Linked DNA regions of Ovis aries: region 1 is linked to region 2. Evidence: chromatin contacts called from public Hi-C data. All regions are on one chromosome and are shown on one strand. The core of a region is the stretch at or near the end of the contact, and the rest is flanking DNA. Distances in the headings are between cores, read along the strand shown.

Region 1 (4,806 bases), core at 1,578-4,077, 480 kb after region 2:
TGGTCCACCCTGCAGGCTGCGCTGCGCGACCATCGCTCCGCGGCTGCATCCTGGCCACTGGCGACCCCTGTCGGGGACCCCTTCCAGCTAAGGAAACTCCGTTTGCTCGCTTACCCTCGGGCTCCACTTACAAGCTCCGACTCTGCCCTCAAACTCTCAGGCCCTCTGAGGACCCAGAAGTCGGCCTCTCCCCAACACCTCGCCGCCCTCTTCAACCCCAAGGCAACACCCTGGATCGCCTGGAAGGCTCGCCGATCCAACAAGGACGAGGGGCACTTTCTTCCGCGAACGCTCTCCCCATCCCCCACCTTCCCTAGAGCGCAACTCCAAAACCAACTCCGCCGCTCCACCCTACGCTCTGCAGCCAGGGCCGTGCGCCCCCGCCCTTCCGCCAATGTACTTTCACACACCCCAACTCCACCCCACCCACCACGCCCCGGACGCCGCCGCCCCCCACTCCCACTTTCTACCCCACCGCGGCGCAAACTACACGGTGTCCTCCACTAAGTACGGCGCGCCCCCTGCGCGCGCGCGCACACACACACACACACACACACACACACACACACACAACCCCACTGGCGTCTGCAGCCTGATTGCCCCCAAACCCTGGATACTGAGTCCTTTAAGTAAGCGGCACACCGCTGCACCTACCCGGCTTTACCCACACAGGATCCTGCGTACAGAGACAGAAAGAGAACTGGTCTCCTAGAAAGCTGAAATAAATCACTCCCTCTACCCTCACGCATTTTGCACCACGTGTCAGCAGTTTGTCACGTCAAATCAGGGCAGGGTCTGGTTCGGAGACGCACACACGAATCTGGGGCGGATCTCTTGGACACTCCCACCCAACTGCAAACACCGGTATGCCCACTGATTCAAAGGCACGCAGAGCAGTCCTGCTCCGATGCCCTGGTCCGGGCCAGTTGTACCCCTTTCCCCTTTAGCAAAGGAATGGACACACGCAGATTCTAACCACGGAAAAAACTAGGGCAGCTCATTCCTTCTCTTTTTTCCCCTTTAATTCGCTCAAGCAGCTACTAGAGTAGCCAAAGAGAGCTTAAACTAACAGATGGCAACTCCGGTTGGGTTTTTTCCCACCTCAAAATCTTTATTTTCAGTTTTTAAAAGCCACCTTAGCCCGCCATATTGAAACTGGCAAGGCTTCTAAATACTCCTCCGCCGCGGCTTCCAAGAAAACACCAGAACGGAGCGGCTCTGGGCGCGCGTCTGGCCACCGCAAATCAACCACTTCCCTCGGCTAAGGCTCCCTTTCTCCAGCTAATCGTGTCCTGCTTCTCCGGATCAAAAATCCACAAATATATCTAACAGTTCCTACAGCAGTTTTTTGGTGGGTTGTTTTTTTTTTTTTTTTTTTTTGCGGATTTTGCTAATACACACATTTTTAAAAAATAATAAACTCCAAAGCCAGATCAGATTAGTAATTGTGAAAGGAGGTTATATGAGAGTAGACAACAGGAAAGCCCCAAGGGACAGGATGTGACTTTAACGCTGAAGAAAAAAGAAAGAAAAAAAGAACAAAAAGATCATCCATGCCGGAGCACGCTCCGAAACTACTACTGACAAATTCATTTCAGCTACACAGGCAAATGTTTCTAAGGGGGGCGGCGAGTCCAAATATGTCCACGATTTTTAATCCCTTTGATGGCTGGTCTCCAGTCCTAGCCCCACCATCTCCCCCAACCACTACCACCCTGCCACCCCGAACACACACACACCATCTAAAAAAAAAAAAAAAAGGAAGAAAGAGACCCCAACGCGGGGTAGCAAGGGCGGCTGCGTCGCCAAAATGAGCGCACAAATGAGGAAGGTGGGCGGCGGGAGGGGACACTGTGCACCCGGAGAGGAGTACGCTTTCCAACTACGGACAGACTCCCGTGAGGCCGGGCTTTGCGAAGCCGAGGGACCTGGAGGAAGGGGACGAGGGGGAGCAAAAATGACAACCCGGAGCACAGCGCGGAGTTTGGGGATCTGCTCCAGAGCTGTCGCCTTCTCCTCCAGTCCTGCCCTTTCGCTTCTCTCCCACTGCACCCCCTCCTTCGCCCCCCCCCACCCCCACCCCGAGCCCAATCCAGCTTCCCTTTTTCTCGGAGCTGGAAAAGGAGAAGCTGACCGGCGCACTCAACCTGCGGGCCGGAGGTCCCCTCGCGGGGCGGGCTGGGCGCGGGGACAGCGGCCGGCGCGGGGTCCTACCTGGTGAAGTTCGTCCTCCCCGCGGCGTGGACAGAGGCCGGGGCGCCGCCGAGGCGGGGGACGCCGGCCTCACCCGCTCGCTGCGCCTCGCTCGCTCCCCGCCCGCCGCCTCCCTTGCGCGCCCGCTCCGCGGCTCGGACTCCCACTACAGCCTCATTCCAATATGGCATCCTCTCTGTGCGCATGCCCGGCACTCTTTTTTAAGATTATTATTTTGTGTGTGCGCGCAGCGAACTCCTTCAACGACCTTTTCCAAGTGCTTGCGGCACGTCTTAAGCCAATTAGCCAGAGGGACGTTGCACCCCTTCCCCTACCCCCGCTGGGACGCCCCCGCGCCTGGGCTCATCGCCACCCCCCCACACACACACACACACACACTCACATACAAACACCCCACGTTCCCACTGCCCCTCCCCGTCCGACTCCCCTCGCTTTTTCCCTTTAGCTCCCTCCATACCCGATTTGCAGAAAGTTCCCATCACAGGCGCTTTCGCAAATCCATCTGCAGGGAAATCTAGACAAACTCCGCAACTCACGGGGCACTTTCGGTCCTGTCGGTTTACAAGCCCTCCGTGGACTAAATGCACAAACTTGCGCTTTATCCGCGGAATGCTGGTAGCCAGCGGAAAGAAATTCAATCCGCTCCGAGACCCGGGACCCGCCCACTGTGCCCCACCCCGCTCTTAAATTGTGCCTTTTCTATGGAGATTCAAGTATTTTCTGAGGCCTTTAGGGGTGGCGGGAGGGGGCCAGAGAAAGGTTTTTCCTGGGAAACGTGCCCAGAGGAGTCGGAAATTCAATCAGGGCTGTTTGGACTAGCCTTGCCGCTGAGATCGGCAGGACGTAGGTAACGAGGGTCTCCACGGCGTCTCCGGATGTCCAGGTCTGGGGGACAGCGAAGGGCACCTGACCTAGGCTGGCTCTTGGAGGGCGGGAAAAGGATCCTGCCCGAGGAAAGCGTGGCCCTCGGCGACCGAGGGAGTGAACTAGAGACACAGCACCTGCGCGGGGCAGGGTTTCCGTGCGGCGTGTGCGGGTCGGCGTGCACTTTGCCTGGGGCGTTGGGGGTGGGGGGACGACAAAGAGGATCTCCCTGGCCGGAGCGGTGGCAGGACAGAGACCGAAAGGAATGTCCCAGTGAGGAAGTGCTGGTGACGCCCGAGTGGGTCAGACCGAGAACTTCCGAAGGTGGGCTTTGCTGTACTGAGGAGCGAGGAGATCTTGCTGGAGGCTAGAATTTATTTCCACGGGAAATGGAGAGCCAGCACTTTGGGCAGGGTTTTTGCTCTCTTACCACAAGGGGTAAATCTCCCCGCCCCCCCCCCCCGAGTCTTCCAGTTCTGTGTCCATCTCCTTCCTACGGACCTTCTCTCCGAGTCCCTCCCCTGGCCCAGGGGTCGGGAAGCTCTCTCACCCCGGACACTGCTACGCGTTCCCAGCTCCGCCCGCCCTCCCACGCCCGGTCACCCCGGCTAATCTCGAGGACCCCTGTGCTCAGGCCCGTAGGGTCCCCGAAGGATAAGTGGATGCTCCCAAGGGCGAGGGACAGGGCAGGGACCAGGGATGCAGAGAGGAAGTCTAGAGTTTGAGCGCGCGCGGGACCGGCAGGGGTCTTGCCCGCTGGGTCCTCTCCCCGACGGCGGGACCCGAGCTGGTGTAGAAGAGCCACTGGAGGGATGTGCCCGGAAACTCCTCCGGCCAAGCCCTGCGGTCGCGAGTGCCCTTGCACCGAAATGGTGGGTGGAGCTCGGAGATCCTGGGGGACTTCCGCGGCGGTGAGAGCCCTCGTGTTTGCAGCCTGGGCAAGCGGCGTCTCCTCACGTCTTGGTGAACGCTCTACGATAGCTCTTGGAGGGAGCCTTCGTCTTGTCACGCTTTCTGAGTGCCCCTGAGGCTCAACAAAGGAAGGGCAAGCGACTCACAGGTCATACTCCATCCAGAGTCTCCTTCCCAGACCAGCTTCCCGGTCCCCACCTCTTTGGGACATTCGACCTCTTTCAGCTGAAGGTCACCGAAGGCGGAGCATCTCCAACCACACCCGGCCGCCTGCAGCCCCAAAACCGCCTCCCTCGGTGCCCTGAGATGTCTAAGTGAGACCGTGGATGCACAGCGGTTCCGAGGAACCCTAAAGGAGGACTCCAGACGGCCTCGGCTTTACCCCGGGGTCTCTCGACTGCTTGAGCCTTCAGCACACAGTTTGGCCCAGAAGGGGCAGGGTGGGGGGAAGGTCCTGTCCCAAGTGGACTTACAGCGAGGGGAGACCCACCATTCCCCTCGCCGGGATCACCTGCTCCCGCGCCTCGGATGCGCAGAACATCCGCCGCAGAGAGGTCTGAGGCCGGCTCCCCTCCTCCAGCCCGTCCGGCGCCCCCCGCCCCGTGCTGCGCCCTCCGGTGACCGCAGCCCTGATGGGCGCCCGCGGCAGCGCCCCTTCCTCGAGGATCTCAAACCTAGCTGTGGGGCCCGGGTCGGGGAGGGGGCAGAGGATCGCTGCTCTCGCCTGGCCCCCCAGCACTTCCGGGCGACTCCAGTTTACAAAGGGGATGCACTTTTCGTCTCCCAAAAGCAGAGGCGACGTGAGCTGCAGCAGCC
Region 2 (5,156 bases), core at 1,063-3,562:
GATTACTCAGAATCTTGATTGTGATGGTGATGTGAATTTATACACCAGATACAACAGCTCAGAATTACACACCCACATTGTTCCAGTGTTAACTTCCTTCTTTGGAAGTTGTTCTAAGGTAATGTATGACGTCACTATTGGAAGCAACTGGATAAAAAATATAGATAACCTCGATATACACTCTTTGCAACTTCCTAGGAATGTTCAATTATCTCAAAATTTTAAAAATTAAAAAAATTTTAATAGATTAGTTATTGTTTAAGAATCAGGCAGTATGTACTTACAGTGTATGCTCTTCTGTATTAAGCTATTAAAAGTATATATTTATGCCTTTATTTGACTGTGTGGGGTCTTTAGTTGAGGCATGTGGGATCTAGTTTTCCCTACCAGGGATTGAATCTGGGCCCCCTTCACTGGGAGCATGGAATCTTTGCCCTGGACCACACATGGAAACCTCTATAAAGTTATTTTTTAATGGTACAAATATTTGTATTTGGGAAGACGGGGAGGGAGGCCCCAAAGAATGGAGCCAGGAGCTTCACCAGGAGCTTACCGTGCCATTCCAGTCTCTGGGTAGAACTTTGCCAGGGGCTACATCTCAGATGAGACTTGCCACGAGGTGACAGAACGGAATAGGGCATCAGCTGCCACAAAGCCTGCCTCACCCTACGTGGGGTGTTGGAGAAAGGAATGGATTCCAGTATTTCCTGGGTGTCAGTGGTCATGGATGCCACCTGGCTGTATTACAGGGTCTAACCAATGACCTCAAGAGCTGCTTTCTCTAGGCCCTTATCCCTTGCTTCCCAGCTCACAGCATTCAACCCAAAAGTGTTTTGGAGGGGAGCTCAGACAAGATCAAAATGAAGCGAGTTGCTGGTGTCCATCTGCCTTTCATCTGATAAAGCACATTTGGAGCACCGGTGGAAGGGGCATGTGAGCTGGGGGTATGCAGAGACCCATCCAGTGCAGCGTCCACTGAGCCTCACCCTTTGTCTGAGGCTCCTTGCGTCTAGAGCAGAACTGGGCTTATCTTCGGGACATTCAAGTGGACCCTTGTGCTCATATAGTTTAAATAAAAAGGTCCCGGTCAGAGGGATGGGGACCGCCATCACTTAGAAAGCAGAGTTGTGTCATCTGTCAATGTCGGGTTGGTAGAGCAGTGAGAATGGTCACTCCAAATCGCTGGTCAGTCAGTCTGGATCTGGAGGGCAAATGAGGTGGAATGAATGAAGCTCCAGGGGTATCTTCCCAAGGGTGTTCCCTAGCCCTTCTTGGCACTTTATCCCGGAGATGGAAAGTGGAGCCTAATGGGGTTTGCGGGCTTTGATTGGGAATTACATTGCTTTCCAGGTAAACACACCTGGAAGGAGAAAGGGAGGCAGAGCAGACAGGACTGGCCCGGCTGTGGCCCATGACAAGACCCCACGGTCGGGTCCACTTCATGTAGGCGTCTGCAGCACAGAGGCCCGGCTGCAAGGTTGAAGAGGCTGGGGACAGTGACATAGCATCCCCCAAAAGGCTTGTCGTGATGGGGTATAACCCCCGGGGAGGCAGGAGTCTGGATGCTTCTGGACTGGCATTTGGAGCGCGAGCCCTGCTCATCTGGAGCGCTGCTCCCGAGTGCTCCCTGGGGAAACTGAGGCAGAAGACCAGTCCTAGGGGTTCCATTTCTATTTCCAGTCCATGTTCTCGTTTAGTGGCAGAGCACATGCAATCAACACTGTCAGGGTCTGAGAAACAAAACCTTACGGGCTTTGCTTACCATCAGTTATCTTGGTTCTTAGCCATTTTTCAGTTTCCCTCCCTTGTGAGAGGGTTTTTTCAACAATATCAAAATGCTTCAGATAGACAGAAACATCAGCAGTCAGAATTCCCATCAAATTCCCTTATTTCTTTCACGCAGTGGAACTCAGCGTCATCATCTAGTATAAAATAAATATGCTGGCCCTGCTGTTTTTGCTAATTATTTCTTCCTTCTACTGCCTGCCCCCTGCTCTAAAGAGGAGAAAGAAATGATTCTGGAAACTCTAATTGGATGGTAGGTTCTTTCCAACCCAGGCCAGAGGTAGTCATTAGTTTCAGAGACTTATGGTTCAATAAAACTATCTGTCGCAATGCAACAAGAAGGCCTTTCTTGCAGGGAACACAATTATTTTTTTTATTCAATCCACGTTCTCTTCCAAAATATCATGTCACTAGAAATAAAAACACTTTCCTGAAACAACAAAAGAAATGGTGGGTATAGCAAGCTTTTTGCCCTGAGATTTTTGTATTCACTCTCACATTACTTAATCGACACACACCCTATTGAGCCAAAAGCCAGAACAAATAGTCCAGAGTCAAATCTCCAATGATCTTATGCCTCCACCAAGTACTGTTTAAAGGTTAGTTCCAAAAATATCAGACACTTTGACAGAAGGCACGTGGGCTAAGTCGTTTCATATATGTCCAACTCTGTGCGACCCTATGGACTGTAGCCTGCCAGGCTCCTCTGTCCATGGGATTCTCCAGGCAAGAATACTGGAGTGGGCTGCCATGCCCTCCTCCAGGGGATCTTCCTAACCCAGGGACTAAACCCATGTCTCATATATCCTGCACTGGCAGGCAGGTTCTTTATCACTATGCACGTAAAACTCCCTCCTCTTCTTATCTGTCATTCTTTGACTTTTTATATTATATTCAAAACTGTTTTTGTTTTGTATTGGGCTATAGCCAGTTAACAGCGTTGTGATATTCTAGGTGAACAGCAAAGAGACTCAGCCATGCATATACATGTATCCATTCTCCCCTAAACTCCGCTCTCACCCAGGCTGCCGCATGACACTGAGCAGAGTTCCACGTGCTGTACAGGTCTTTTGTCGGTTATCCATTTTAAATATGGCAGAGCATACATGTCGATCCCAAACTCCCTAACTATCCCTGCTTCCCATCCTTCCCACTGGCAACCGTAAGTTCATTCTCTACGGAACTCATTATTATCTTGGCTTAGACGCCTGGGAACAGTCAGGATCTGTTTTGTGGCAGAAGAAATAACAGCATAGCACTATAGAATTGGGTGTTCCTGACCTTTGAAGCAGATTTACGAAACAAAGCAAGCAAAAACTGTAAATATTTAACGGCACATGTTGCCAGTTTTTGGAGCGAAAGATGATAAAATCTCTAAGGGGTCATTAGCTTGGGGATGGTCATGACCTTGCAAACTCAGCTCCATCTACTAAGCGACTACTTGGTAAATTTGTACAGAGAGCCTCCATCTGCCCGTATCTGCTCAGTGTCAATTTGATCTTACCGTGGCTATTTTGTATTCTGCTTCCGGGTTTTAAAACTTATTTTTAAAAGCACAAACAACAACAATTGCAACAAATCCCGCTCTTGTTTTTCCTCCCTCTTGTTCCTGCCTGGCACCCACCTCGTTTGGGGGCCCGTCTACCTTGGCAATTTCTGGCACATGTGTGTTATGCTCAGTGCCGGTTTCAGGTCAACAGATGTTGTCGTGAAAAACAAGAACTAGAAAATTAGAAAATCTCACTGCTTTGCAATGCTTATTAGCAGGAAACGGCAGCAATATGGTTTATATTTTTTTAGTAGCGGGTTCTTGTGGGCATTCTGCTCATGGACTGGTGCATTTTTAAGCTTTCTTTTTTTGAATGTGTTATTTTTGTAATGGAAAAATCTTTTAATTTGGAAATCATAATGACCTTTGTATCCACTTCTCTTTAGCCTGTTCTCTGCGATAAAAGTCTGACACAGCATAGGCAAGTATACAGAAAAGCTATGGCCATTAACAACAACAACAAAAAGCTTTCAGAGAAAACGCATTTTCTGAAAAATTTTAGCTCTGCAGTTTTGAAAACATTTCGAAACTCCTCTTTGCTAAACAAAAAATTCTTTGAAAACTGGTTAATGGTCTCAAAACAGTTTCAGACAGATTTACAGAAAAAATATTTGGTTCCTACCCTATAATAATTTCTTTATAAATGAAAAGAGTGAAATGTTCTTTAAATCCAGATTCAAATAATTTCAAAAGCAATTATCATTTTGCTCGGTACAGGGGATGCTTAAGCGTTTAGAAGAAAGCTTGCCCCCAAAACTCATGTAATTGTGCTATCCAACTACGAATTTCTGAAAGTAAGGTGCCAACCATAAAATATGTATGATTTTTCAGTGTGAGGCTAATGTTATATAGAGCAATACAGTGTATGGACCACCTGATATCCAGGTCAGCAAAAATAGCACCCAGTTTACAGAGCCGGCCATGGCCTCTGCCACAGGCATCACCCCCAATCCCACGGGGTGTCTCATTTCGTGATCCGACTCTCATTTGCTCCTGTTGAACTGTAATAAAAGGAAAACAGATTCCTGGCCCTGGGAAAGTATTTCTTGTTTCTTTATCTGCATAATAAAGGGTTTGAGCTAAATTCTTTCCAAGACCCTTACCAGATATAAAATTCTGATGTTCTTATGTCGCAACATATAATCTAGGAATCGCACAAAGATACACATGCTTTGGAATGTTCAGCAAAACCTTGACACAGAAAGTCAGAATATGTGTGTGTGTATAAAATGTATATATATAAAAGTGAAAATGTATTACATATCCGTTCAGTTCAGTTCAGTTGCTCAGTCGTGTCCGACTCTTTGCGACCCCATGATGGTATAGTGAAGGATGGAGAGCCTCGAGTAATGCAGTCTGTGGGATTGCAAAGAGTCAGACATGACTTAGCCAACTTTAAAAAGCAACAAAATGGCACGTATATATATTTTTATATAAAATGTATATAAATTAAAAATATTTTGGTCTTCATAGTCCGTCTTTACTTATCATTCTGTTACTCTCGCTAGAAGCACGATACTGTGGACTAGAAATTATTCATCTTCCCTGCTGTGCTTCGCTGTACTTAGTGGCTCAGGTGTGTCCGACTCTTTGGGACCCCCATGGGCTGCAGCCCGCCAGGCTCCTCTGTCCACGGGGACTCTCCAGGCAAGAATACTGGAGTGGGTTTCCATGCCCTCCTCCAGGGGATCTTCCCAACCCAGGAATCGAACCAGGGTCTCCTGCATTGCAGGTGAATTCTTTACCAGCTGAGCCACCTGGGAAACCCTGATCTTCCATAACTCACTTAAAATAATTTTATTAAATTTTCTATATTATTGTA

What was found. A called contact is a pair of places that touch in the nucleus more often than the background predicts.
Region 1: a contact with region 2 is called in a Hi-C map of liver, with 6 times the contacts expected there. The contact joins the promoter of SFMBT2 here to the enhancer-like site in region 2. A contact is called at or near these places in 3 of 16 Hi-C or Micro-C datasets (hypothalamus, liver and tail adipose tissue).

Annotation. Positions count from the first base shown.
Region 1 is chr13:11,932,438-11,937,243 of ARS-UI_Ramb_v3.0, forward strand. It overlaps SFMBT2 (Scm like with four mbt domains 2), which reads right to left and starts at 2,828. Exons shown (of 21, transcript XM_027976510.2): 1 at 2,672-2,828.
Region 2 is chr13:11,452,024-11,457,179 of ARS-UI_Ramb_v3.0, forward strand. No RefSeq gene overlaps it. Among named protein-coding and RNA genes, the nearest start is that of PRKCQ, 78 kb to the left of the region's middle. Within about 2 kb of position 2,313, at least 1 of the 54 cell types and tissues checked has an H3K27ac peak or open chromatin away from gene starts, as enhancers often do. A contact at or near this core is called in liver, where this site is marked.